2 separate regions of the Gasterosteus aculeatus genome follow, and region 1 is linked to region 2. A link is a contact called in public Hi-C data. All regions are on one chromosome and are shown on one strand. The core of a region is the stretch at or near the end of the contact, and the rest is flanking DNA. Distances in the headings are between cores, read along the strand shown. Region 1 has its middle 8.2 kb from the start of LOC120834573. Region 2 overlaps LOC120835559 (transcription initiation factor TFIID subunit 4).

What was found. A called contact is a pair of places that touch in the nucleus more often than the background predicts.
Region 1: a Hi-C map of skeletal muscle shows a contact between it and region 2, with 2.9 times the contacts expected there. The contact joins two enhancer-like sites. A contact is called at or near these places in 2 of 6 Hi-C or Micro-C datasets (both in skeletal muscle).

Annotation. Positions count from the first base shown.
Region 1 is chr17:17,137,063-17,143,751 of fGasAcu3.hap1.1, forward strand. No RefSeq gene overlaps it. Among protein-coding and RNA genes, the nearest start is that of LOC120834573, 8.2 kb to the right of the region's middle. Within about 2 kb of position 4,824, at least 2 of the 9 cell types and tissues checked have open chromatin away from gene starts, as enhancers often do.
Region 2 is chr17:16,869,928-16,876,525 of fGasAcu3.hap1.1, forward strand. It overlaps LOC120835559 (transcription initiation factor TFIID subunit 4), which reads left to right. Exons shown (of 15, transcript XM_040204589.2): 12 at 1-6; 13 at 732-788; 14 at 887-1,009; 15 at 1,960-3,117. The coding sequence ends at 2,118. Among protein-coding and RNA genes, the nearest start is that of LOC120835559, 8.5 kb to the left of the region's middle. Within about 2 kb of position 3,019, at least 2 of the 9 cell types and tissues checked have open chromatin away from gene starts, as enhancers often do.

The sequences.
Region 1 (6,689 bases), core at 3,574-6,073, 270 kb after region 2:
TTTATATTCTTTTAAAACTAGCAACATTATGATAACATGATAAGAAATACCAAAACTCACTAAATATACCATATGGGATGCAATTAAATTGTGTTGTTGTAAAATGCCGGTTCCAATCTTAGACAGTATGAAGTTGCGAGTGAAATCTGTTGTTAAACCGCCAAAATGTGGAAACATTATGGTCACGGTGCCTAATGTTACCTTATGTGTTGTTTCTGTGTTGGGCCTTTAGTGGGGACGCAGATCGTGGGTGCAGTTGGGGTTGGCATGCAGGGAATAGCTGCAGGGATTGCCTTCACATAGATGTGTGTTCACGTCCATCTAGTCCTCAGAACACTCGCTCAACACATTCCATATGTTGAGTTCGTCTGTGACGGACATCAATCGCGTTATGCAACATTTGGCTTCGCAATCCAAACTTCCGCTGCCAAACTAATTTGCAGCACTCTTCATAGTTGCCGTGGAAACAAAAACTTGCGGTTGCTTGTCTGTTTAGTGAAAGTGAGGTAATTGATGCATTATATGCTAATCATGAAATAACAGTGTGGGTAGGATGGTGTGGATGTTCACTCAGCTGGCATACCAAGCAGATGCAGATGAGTGTGAAGCTGTCGGTTTCCTGGGCGGACCTTTGATGATGAATGCCAGACGCAGCTCCGCTGATGGAAATGTCTGCTTCCTGCTCAGCCGACCAGCAAAGGCGCAGTCAATGGAATATTAAAATCATTATATCAGAAAATGAAAAAAAAAATAATAGTGTGGGAGTGCGGTGGAAATGGTGGCGCGATAAACAGCAGTGATTGTTCAAAAGGAACCATTTCATCCGCCCAGGATCAGAGGCTGCTGAGCTCATTGCTTCAGGTAGAAGGTATTTGTCTGCGGTGGACAGTTGAATATTCTGCAAACAATTACTTTAATTGGTTGTGAGACTTAATAAGGTCCTAAAAGAGGAACGCACGCATGTGCAGGAAAAATCCCCCACAGTAAAAGTAAATCACTTAATGTCTCAGTGTGGACGGAATCTTAAATGGCTGAAAAGATTATTCCTCTTGTTTCATTGTTTCTCTTTAATGTTATCGTCTATTCCCTGATGAACGTTGCTCTGTATGGAAATGAATATACAGCAGTGGCTATGATTTTAGGCTCCCGAAAGTTGACGTGGAGAAAAAAGAAGATGAAAATGGAATAAAACTGAAGTGCAGTATTGTGAATTATTTAGTGCATGGGGCCGTAGCAAAGATCTGACTACTTGCTCATTTAGGAAGATTAACAGATGTGCCAAATCACTTTGCTGTCAATCTTTTACAGTTCCGAGTTGAAGAACTATGAATAAATTGGATTTTATACCTCAACTGGGAACTATTCTTTATGAGAGTCCTCTTTTCCTCTCTCCCCGGCACTGTGAGTATATGTAAAATAACAAAAAGGATGCATTGTTATCCAACTCAACAGTGGGCCATTGTGTTGAATTTTTTCTCTGCGGCCTTATCTCACTCATTCAAATTCCGCCCCGACAGCAACTTCTAAATCAGTCATACTGATTACAGAAGGAAACACATTCATGCGAGTTCCATATAGAGCCGTGCAAAATGAGAAAAATATGGCACTGCTGCCGGACGGCAGATAAGTGCGACCTGTGCGACAATGGGAGGATACCAGCCACAGATTCAGCAGAATAGACAACTTTCCTCATCTGGCGATGACGCGCCACGTCGAACTCAGCATCTGTGTGGTTCGACAATGCCGAGACTCTTGTGTGCCTTTTGCGGTCACGATAAGACGCTGTACTCCTTAAATCTTTAAAAACCTGTCCTCCAACTGAGGGGCAGTCAGACCCAATGAAGACACTTTCAGCCAGACATTAATCTGCCACTGGCAGCAGCCTTGCTTCATGGGCGTGGATAAAGCGTGTGAGGAGAATGAGAACCTCACCTCACCACCTCCTCCTCCTCCTCCTCCTCCTCCTCCTATCTCTTTTCCCCCCATCTCCAAGCAACTGTTCAGACAGGAAGCCGTGGGCTCAGAGAAGCTGTTGTCTTGTTAAATGGTGCCACTAAAGAGGAAATGGATAACAGCCAACCTTGGTAATTGTACTGACTCAATCACTGGGAATGATTTGGCTCAAAAGGCGACTCTCCCCTTAGGCGGCTTTATTAGTTTCGCTGTCATGCCTGGTGGCCTCGTCTCAAATTCCTCATTATGCGGCAAACAAGACGTCCGTAGTACCGCTGGTTGCTGTGTGAGGCTAAATGCTAACACCGACATGCTAACCTGCTAAATTTTAGCAGTGTTCCTGTTCACCACGTTCACCATCTTTGTTTACCCCGTTAGCATGCTAACGCTCGCTTGTAGCACTTAACACGAAGCACAACGTAGCTTGAGAATGTCGATAGTTTTGAAGTGTTTGGTCATAAACCAAAATGTCAAATAGTGGCCAAATATTAAAAGTTAAGGAATAGTCTTAGAATTTCCTCCCGACGGGTTCTTGATTATTTAAAGCAAATCTTTTGTCTATCCATCTGAAAAATGTCAAGTTAATGAGCCTGAATCATAGACTGTGTTTAAAAGTCTAAGGTTGCCCCTGTGACATCCCCATGGTTTGAGAGTGGCTGGAATGGCTTTTTGTAACAAAAACTGCCACATGAGGGAAAAATAAGTACAACCGAAAACTGAATAAAACATTTTTTTAGAAGAAATTCAACCAAAATGTTAACTTTCATAAAGTGAAAACACGCTATGAAAGCATGGGCGCCAACTCCCGGACTGCGCCGTTGTAGCTTCCTGTCAAAGATCAGGTAGCAAGTTTAAGCCACTTTACTTTACCAGACACGGAGGTTAGTGCCTGCGCTGACTGAAATGCCGACCTCTAGGTGGCGCTAGAGGCACAATCATTGATCAAAGAGGACTTCATCTTCTGGGAACCATGATGGATGTGCAAAAATCTAATGGCGCGTTTCCACCGAGCGGTACGGTACGGGTCGGGTTGGTACCCTTTTATTTGTGTCTCCACTGCCAAAAGTTGAGAATGGTACCAAAAATCCGAACCGTACCGTACCACTTTTTGGGTACCCTTCCGTTGGGGTACCTGGCACAGTTGTTTGGTACTAAAGGGTGGAGCTAGCCTCACTGGAGAACGTTGATTGGTGAAAGAGTGTCGTCATTTGTGCGTGCCGCAAGGGGAAAGACAACACACGAGGCGCCATTTTTAAACTACACCGTTGCAACAATGTCGCCTTGTGACAAACAGCCACATATCGAGAAGCAAGAACAGGATCGGCTGCATGTCCTCCGTTGTTGTTTGCGGTTAGCTTCCAGTTTTCGCGCGATCGAATGACGTCAATCTACTTTCCGTCATATACCACGCGTCTCAAGTGACATTATCACTACTTTCTGGAATACACCACGCCTATCAACCAAATCATGGTTAACAGACCCGACCCGATTTAGTATTATGGTGCTGGAAACACGCCATAATAATAAATCTAATAGCTGTTGCATATTTCAGTCTGACCCAACCACAGCAACACATACGTGTGAAAACTGGAGCATTTGGCATTAAGCCACTAATGTGGTTACATGAACGCTTGGGTCTGCTGTCTGGTGGTGACATGGACGTTATGAACAAACACGCAGAACGGGTCTATTCATTTTACTTATGATAACTGTTATCAAATGTGGATGTCATTATCGCTGAGGTGTGGATCAATAAGTGGGGAGGATTGAACCTCTGCTTTATTTATATGATAAATCAGATCAAAACTACCAGCGGTGAATGGATTCTTTTGACACAAAATGTCGAACGCGGCGTCTGATTGGAGAAGATAACCACGGAGGAAAAACAGCCTTTATTGCATTATTCAACACAAGCAGCAAATTGGCTGGAAATTAAAACTAATGAGCAATTACCCAACGAAGGACTCCCATTAATGTGTGTTTTCTCAATGCTCTCCAACTGAATCCTAATTTCTACTTATTTAATCTGAATAAATACAACATGGGTTTTTTTGTTAGTTCCTTAATCTTTCATTGTTTTCATTGTGAGGCCACGGAGAATCTGGGTTTGTATTGTGATAAACATCCAAGAAATTAATCTCTGAGCTCCTCCTGAAAGACTGTGAATGCTGTGTACACAAACATATTCCTCCATAATCAAAACATCGCACCCGCTATTGGTTCAGTCTATTTACACATTCATGAATACTTCATTTGCATGCGGCTCGTATTGTGAACGCCATGGCCTTATTTCTGCGATGTAAAATGTGTTATTTACCCTTCATAAAGAGATGAGCTGAACTTTGCTTCAACCGACGCCTTGTTTCCCATTTAATCTGGTGTCCCTTGCCATGCAAATGCACATGAAAGGCCCTTCAACACGGGACGGTAATGACTTAACAGGGTGCGTTCACAGAGAGGAATCTCTAACAATGTAATCAATTATTCACCCACTCTCTCGGCCCTGAACAACTATGATACAGCGGAGGATAAACATGCTTACATAGCTCTGGTGATGAATTCAACACAGGTAATCAATGAATATTGAGGTACACTCAAGGTTATTGTTGTTTTTTTAATGAACTGCAGCATTGCTGTGTGGGCTTTAACATTTTGAATTACAAGTTTATGGATTCTCAGTCATTTTCCCTCCAACCGAGCTGAGCACAATATTCTGCAACCTCAGCAGAAGTTACCGAGGAGCCTGTGTGAAGATTTATCATTAAAGAAAGCAAAAAACATAACATCAAAATGACCGTACATCCCGCAGGACCGCATTTCCGTAAATGTGAACAGATGGGTTCGTGTGCGTGCGTGCGTGTGCACGGAAACTGGACTCGCCTCCTGGATGTGGCTGTTTAAAAAGGATCACTACCACCACCGTCAGCCCCCAACCTGCAACAACCCGGCTCCAAATAAAGCCGCTCTTTCTGCATGTGCTATTATGTGCCTCTTGTTGATCTTTTTGTAGATAGGCTTGTGTAGATACTTTTCAAGCCTTTCAGGCCCAGTGTTGCCACAGTCACAGATAACAGGAGGCATCTTGGGCATCACGACAGAATAAAGTAAAGCACCGTCTGCTGTATTAATGAGGTAATCGTGCAAATCAGACGTAATAGTAATCCCTGTGTTCGTTGTTCAGACCTATCCTTTCTGGTTGATAGTGGAAGTTCATACTTGTCTGTACGCTTGACCAGAAAGACTGCGGTCGCGTAACCAGCATCCAAACGGCTATTCCTGCTGAAGGCACAGTTCATGCTGTCAGACAAAAACAAAGACCTGCTGTCCTTTAAATGCCAAATACAAGGCTGAAGCTCTCAGAGTTCAAATCACATCCCCTGTGCACTGAAAGCGCACACACACACACACACACACACACACACACACACACACACACACACACACACACACACGCACACACACACGCACACACAGGAGAATATAAGGTGCATTTAACATCACTCCGTTTCTGCTCACCAAAATAAGACTTTATTATGTAAAGACAAAGGAAACGTGGCGTTTAGGTGGAGCAGCACTGTCCCCTAGTGTCAGAAATGGGAGCAAGAAGAAATTAAAGTCAAGTCACTGCTGGTGACCACTTGGCCAGGCTTTTTATTCATTTTCCACAAATGTCAGGGGAAACAAAGGCCTGCATGGGTCTATGGATAATTAACTTTAATCTAGGTCTACACATGCCAGTGTGATTTTCCCCCTTTTGCTTCTTCATCTTTGCAAAAAAACGTTGTGACCTGCAGACTTTCCTTTTCATACTTAATTTAATGTTACTCACTTATATTCAATGCATACAATTCAATCGTGGTTTTGCAGTTAAAACTGTATCCTGTACCAACATTTGTTGAACTGCATAAGTAGATGGTGTTAAAGAAGAAAAATGATAACAACATAATGTGCTATTTCCCCTTGAGCATTACATTGTGAATGAAAAAATGTTCCAAATCATAAAGATGTAAACAATGTGACCACGAAAAATACATTTTAACACTCAAATGCTTTTTAATTTCTATATTCATAAGTAGTGCGTGTAATAAGTGCATGTAACATCCAAAGATGACCAGCAGCTGAATGCTCTCCAGAGCCAGAGGAGGAAGCGCCGCTCTCTCTCCTCTTTGTTCCCGTCGTCTTCTGACACTTCATCAATAACCCCTGGTTCACGAGGAGGTGAAGCAGGAGCAGCTGCTTCTCTGGTGGGTTCTTGGTCAATATTCAAGCAGGAAGTATTGTTTTCATCCTGCCCTGTCCTAAACATCAGTCATAGTTCATCGGGGGTTGTTGTGGGAACTGGTGGAGCCCGTTGGCGTCCCCTCAGTTACAGCCGGGTTTCAATTTCCCTGGACTGAGGTGTCGGCAGAAGGCTTTTAATGAGCCGGTACTTCGAGGGCCTGAGGCTCAAACATCCCACAAATCTTTCCCACAGCAGCACTGAGCAGACCTCCTGACCTGGTCCACCGGGATACGGTATGGGTTGGTCTCTCCGATCTTTGTTCCCGACAGACATTTCTGAGAAGGCATCTGAGAGGGAACACGGTGGAAGTTTCCAGAAGCCTTGCAGGACTCTGGGAACAACCTCTGACACCACCTCTCCTGGACTGAGTCCTTCTGAGCTGAGAGCATCCAACGCCCTCTTTCTCAGGATCATGACTTAGTCGCTCTGCGTGCTGAGAATTTTTAGGATTTCT
Region 2 (6,598 bases), core at 1,769-4,268:
GCAAAGGTGCACCTTCACTCACAGCTAATCATGATTATAAATCTATTTCTAAAGGCTGTTGGTGAAATTCACGTTACACAAAAGGGTCATGTGGGGGGAGAGGATGTGAAATGCTGTAGTTTCAGAGACCTGGTGTCCAATAGAGTGTAAAGAAATGTTGACTAAGAGGTAATGGTCGTTTTACAATCCACTCCTTTCTTGAATTAATACTGAGATATAATATTTGGTGTAAGATTGAAGCATCTTATGTCCTCTTCAAAACATGCACTTTGTTCTCATGACGTATGCAGCAGGCATTGGAGATCCTCTGGGATGGAATATAGTTTCATCCATATTTCCTTTTCATTTCAAGGCCTGTGTTGCATCTTTGTCTCGATGAGATCAACCGCTTTACTTTTAATAGCAGTTGTCATAAGTGCTGATTTGTTTGGCCTACATTTTGTGTTTTGGTATGCAGCAGCTAATGTCTTCTCCAGAGACGCATTCATATTCCACAGAGTTCGACTAATGTTGCTAACGATTGATTTGGAGTCACCCTCAGGAAGTTTGGGACGTAACTAAACAATTTCTAACAAATTGTGCGATATATCAAAAAACGACACACGTGTGTGTTATTTTATTGAAGAAATGTATAGCAAGAAATGCTGTATTTCTAAATGTCCATGAGACTCACAGGTCGATGCAGAATAAGCTGCTTACATCGGTTATTAATGAGTCTTCTCTCCTTGCAGTCTCGAGCTCGGCAGGAGGACCCAGAGCAGCTGCGTCTGAAGCAGAAGGCAAAGGAGGTAGGATGAGAGGAGCAGGACGCTCCTCTAGTGTCGGCTTCTGTACGTTTTCGCATTGCATGCCGGGATTTTCACGTGGTCATGTGTGTCCTCTCCAGATGCAGCAGCAGGAGCTGGCTCAGATGAGGCAGAGGGAGGCCAACCTGACAGCTCTGGCAGCCATCGGTCCCAGGAAGAAGAGGAAGATTCTGGACTCCCCATCCTCCTCCTCCGCCGCCGAGGTAACACTAGTTACACTACGCTTCCCACGTGGTGCTATTTGTCGTGGGCCAGCTGGATAAAGTCCTGAAACATTTTAAGTGTGAAATTTCTGCAAAAAAAAAGTTAGGAAGGAGGCAAATTCCTTTTCACAGCAAGTGTGTATACATACATACACACATGCATGCATGCACACGCACATCCACATGCATTGGGGGTTTCATACTCGCCACATAAAGTCTTTTACTGTTTGGATTCACTGGGGAGCATTCACAATAGCAGATGCTGTTCTCTGAAACAAGCATTGAACCACTCTGCAATAATTGAATTCCCTCAGGAAACACTTGTTTACTTGTACAAAAGCTGCAGTAAACTAAAGGAGGTCTTTGTTTGTACACTTTCCCGGTCTCCAAATGACACGCCTTTCAGTTAGTTTTCTACATGTAGACTTCTTTATCATTGTTATTGAATAATACAAGAAGTACAGATATCTCCGAGTTCCATTGCATTCTGTTCGGTCCAATCCATAAAAATAACATTAACGGTATTTTTCTATTAGCAACAGAGGCTGCAGGACTTCCTGAATATTCCATTGCTGAAAATTCGAAGGGTTCATGGCAATTGAAACAAGAAACTGCTTATACTGAAATTGTCAAATATCTTGCTTACAGTTCTTATTTTCAACACACAATATTTATTCTGCAGTAACCCATCTACTCTGGCAGAGTCATAATGGTAAAAAAAAACTCCTCAATGTTTATGACAATGCAGAAAAGGAGCCGACAAGGCAGCAAAACTCCCAAAAGCTTCCGTGTGTCGATGCCTGGCTTCAGCCAGAAACGGTCACTGCTGCTTGTGATGGAGACACAAAATGCACACAAATACAGCCTTGGTCTACTCCTCTTCGACATGTCATCTAACCTCGTCACTGTTGACCTCTCTTTCTCCCGCCCATCTGTCCCTCCTCCTGCAGGCATCGGGTCCCTCTCTGTCGGGCGGCGCCGGCCCGTCGGCCTCCAGACCCACGCGGCAGCGCATCACTCGCGTCAATCTCAGGGACCTGCTCTTCTGTTTGGAGAACGAGCGATCCACCAGTCACTCCCACTTCCTCTACAAGGGCTTCCTCAAATAGGCTCCACGTTGGACAGATGTGTGTGTGTGTGTGTGTGTGTGTGTGCGCGTGTCCAACTCAATGTGGGTCTCTTCCCAGTGACGAGGAGGACTTTTTCTCTGCTCGTTTTGAGGCTTTTCAGATGCCGCTGAAGTACAGTAGTGACCCCGTTGGACGGCCTCTCTACCTCCCCTTTATGATGCCTATTTAGCTTCAGAGCGCTCGTGGACTGATGCTGTCGTTGTCCCTTTGCAACCTTTCCAAAAGCGCAGTAATGGATTATGTACGTTAAGAACAAATTACTTATTGTACATTATGCACTGTCTCACAGGACAGTATATTTTAGATTTGTATGTGCGTTGAAATCAGTTTTTAAATCAAATTGTTTTAATGGACAAGACTAATCTTAATTGAATGATTTTATTTTTTATTTGTTTACTGCATTCATTTAAGGTCGCCTTCCTAACTATGAATAAGCCATATAGCAATTAACCCTGCTGTAACTCATGAAGCAGTAGTTCACTCTGTATCTGTCATCTCCATCACCTGTTCAATATATTTATGTACTAAACTCCATCTTAAATGAAGGTTGGTTTATTTAATTTCATGTGTTTTCTGTAGATTAAATCCTTATTCTAAAATGCCTTTACCTGCATAGGATATGTTTAAGATCACTTTTGTTAGGTGTATAGATTTCATTGAGTTTGTTTGTTAAAATAAATAGTTTGCCATGTATTGATTTCCAAAATTGTAGGTTTCAGAAAGTTTTCAACCTGTTGCTATGGCTAAAGTGCATCTAGATTTCTATTTTTGTAGCCGCCCACTAACACACATTTAGACTTTTTCAATAGTGACTGACTTTGTCCTCTGACTCTTCAGGACACAAACACAATCTTCTTGTATATTTATACATGTTAAACATTTACACATTGTGTTGTAGATAATTGAGAATTTATCCACCCTGCATAAAGAAGAAATCATTTCTCTATTAAATAGTTTGAATAAATAATTTTACAGTAACTGGTATGGTTTGGTGTTTAAAGCGATTTCAGGCAGTTCAACTGTTGTGTGATTGTATTTCCTGACGCTAGGGGTCAGCATTCCATCATCAAACCATCGGGAACTCCATTTGGACCGACGAGACAGAGGCCTTGAACATGGACGAGCTGAACGCCTCCTAATTCCTTCTCGCTGTTACCTGTTCACAGATAATACCTCTTAATCCTCCAACATCTGCAAAGCCACGTGTAGTCCACACCGCGTGTCCCCCCCCCCCCCCCCCCCCCCCCCCCGGGCACATCTATTGGGCACACCTCCGATGAGCGTGACACACACACACACACTTTGTGCAGTTCTGCGTCTTGTTCGAGTCCGTCTCCATTATCGGCCCGACACAGCTGCACCGTCTGCTGCAAACATCCACCAGGCCCCCGGGCTGGGGGACAACTCGGCCCCTCTGCACCGGCACAGATGCCCGTGACTGCGAGCAGCTTCCGCATGTCCGTTGACCAAAAAGGAACAATAAGGGTACATATGGAGCCATCAGTGGTGATGAGCCACGCTTGATTTTCTCTAATGAAAGTGCGCCTGGGAGCCACTGGGGGGCAGTTTTACCACACTGACGGGTTTTTCCTGCAGCTGAAATGCTCTTGTTACATTTGGTTGGGTTTAGTGTTCACGCGTTCATGCTCGGCTCTGCTGGACAATACAGGCCACAAAGCGAGTCTGTCAGGCAGAAGCAGCCTGGATTGCTTGTTTAAACCCAGACTCTGTCATGAGTACGTCGCTGGCATGTCCCGACGGTCTGGCTGCTGGTGGTGCTGGTGACACTGGTCAGGCCTCGACCCTTAGTGCCTCCAGCCCGATACAATATATTTTTCCTGGTAATCCTCCTCCTACCCCTCAACACCGCTGCTCTTTCAAAGTTAAGTCCACATAAGCTCCCACTTGAGTGCCAGAGGCAGAGCAACAACAGGGATGGTGCGGTTGCCTAGCGACGTCTCAGTCGCTGCACCTGAGGGTAAACACCCCGACTCTGCCAGTGGGAAGAGGAGAGAAGTAACATCAGTTTCCCTCCAAGACATTTATTAAAAGGGGGCGTTGTTCATTTGTTTGTTCCATTGTTTTCATTCCCAGTGAGAGACGATATAAGAAACCATACATGAAGGAAGTTATTATTCGTGTGTGTGAGTGGGAGGCAGCAGGACTGTGCCTCCCTGCGTCTGTTGGTCTGTGTCTTTGCTGCGGCTTCTTTTGTTTGGATCCAAGATGCGGTTGGATGGCTGGAATAGTGCTTCTCAGCGGGGGGGGGGGGCATCGCCCTGTTGTGATAAATCTCCAGTCTGGAAATCATTGCTTGTTTACGCTCACAGAGGGTCTGGGTTTTAATGATGGTTGGAGGCTGATGAAAGCCCCCCCCCCCTGCCCCCATAACTCACATGAATCAGATGCTTATGAGAATCTTTATTAAAGGTAAGACGCCCATAGCAAGACAAAGAACAGGGTTGTGACATTCGTTCATTGACATTACTTTGCAAACCAATGAATTCAAAAACTCCATTTGTAATCCCACCATATTCAGGCTGTGAGACTAATGCAATACTAAAAGTCAGTTAATTAATTTCATCCCTTTTAACGCCTCCTTGCATATTGTTGATTAAGCTCGGAGCTTATGAATAAAACTCCCCCCGAGGAGGAACGCGGGAATGTGATTTGGATGAACTGATGTGGCACTTTATTGTCCATTTAGATGCACAAAATGAATGAATGATTTTCAGCCTTTCCTGAATAATAAAACCCTGCAATATAACATTTAACAACAGTTCATTAGTTTGCACCTCCTTTAAGTCCATTTCCTGTATGTTTCCTGTGTGCCCTTGTTCCACCCGGTTTAATGCTGACTTTGGGACTCTTTTGTTATGGGACCAACGGGGCCCGTCTGCTTTGGCCAGGAGACGCTATAATAAGGCCTCTGTTTATGACTGCTGCTGAAATGGGTTTGTAAGTGTGGCTGAACCTGTGAGGTATTGACACGGGGGTTAATAGCCTGTTGGCCTCTTTAATGGAGTCGAATCGGGTCAAGCAGGAGGCACTGTTAGCCAACAGGACAGAACGTCTCCGTTTATTAAGTAATCTCCTCTATGAGGCGGGACGGGCTGTGAAAATGTGCGCACACACGCACACACACACCTCACACAGAGAAACACGCACGAGAGCAAACAAGCCGGGGTCCTTGAAAAACAAGGACGGTTACGCTGGTGGCTTTGTGAGGCGCTACTTGGGCCCCGCGGTGCTTTGAGCTACGTGCTAGCATAGCAACACTACAGGTGACCAGATGAGAATGGGCGGAATTGGGTACCGGGGAGCTGGGAGTGGACTAAATCCATTGTTTGGTTCCCATAATGGAAGCAATGGTCCGTGGGTATTTCCCTCACCAGCTCCACCAGGTAGTTGGAGTCATTTTATAGGCTGCATGTTCACCAGGTTCTGGGACACTGGGCTCCATCTCAGCGACGGCAAATGTTTCAATTCAATTCAACAACGTCAATCATCCGAATAGTCGCAAAAGAACTAAAAAACTCAGCCAAATAAAGAACTACGTTGAATGTCTGCAAATTGTGGATCAGAGAAAAAACTAAACACAAATGTTGATGACTGAGATGAACTTCAGGCCCGAAAATTCATCTCACCATGATGCACTTTGTTTCAGAAGATTCCAAAAGACAAAACCGTGAAAGGAATTTTTACACGCACACAAACACAAGAACAGAGGCGTTGAGCTGAAGCTAATCAGCTTACAAAGAACACAGGGCGAGATTCTTACTGAGCTTGTCCTTCCATCCCGTCATGTTATTTTAACATCATCACACATTTACAAGATTAATTCTGCTTCACGTGTGGTGGTGAATTATTTATTTATACTAATGAGTGAGCCACACATCCATTATTCACGGTACGCTTTGGTCTGTCCTCCTGGAGTGATGCTGACGGGCGGAAATGGTTCGGGCAGACGGGAATGGAAGCTTGATTGTACCCTGAAGGGCACCACACACTAAGTTGGCTGTGAAGGAACCACCTCACACCATTTGGACATGGAGCAAGTGTCCCAGGAAAATCCACCTGTGGCTGAGGAGAGAAACGTCCCCCAGTTGGAGGATGGAGATGATGCAACGTTCACAGTTTTCCATATCCAGTTGTGTGAACACACATACTGCAGGTAACTGACTTACGGACCCTAACGTGGTACCACACACACCCACCCACGCAAAGATAAAAAGTTACACAAGTTGCAGGCCGAGCTGTGCATCTTTATACTCGACAACACAAAATGTTCAACTCACAGTCGGTTGTGGGAACGTCTTGGTGATGTCTGCTCCAACGGTCCTTCCCGATCAGCCACCATGTCGCATCCGATTGGTGATTTTTCATCAAACCAGATGACAACCTCGGGATGAGTCTTCATTTTGACCGTTCTTGGCCAGATGCAGACTCCTGACTTGGA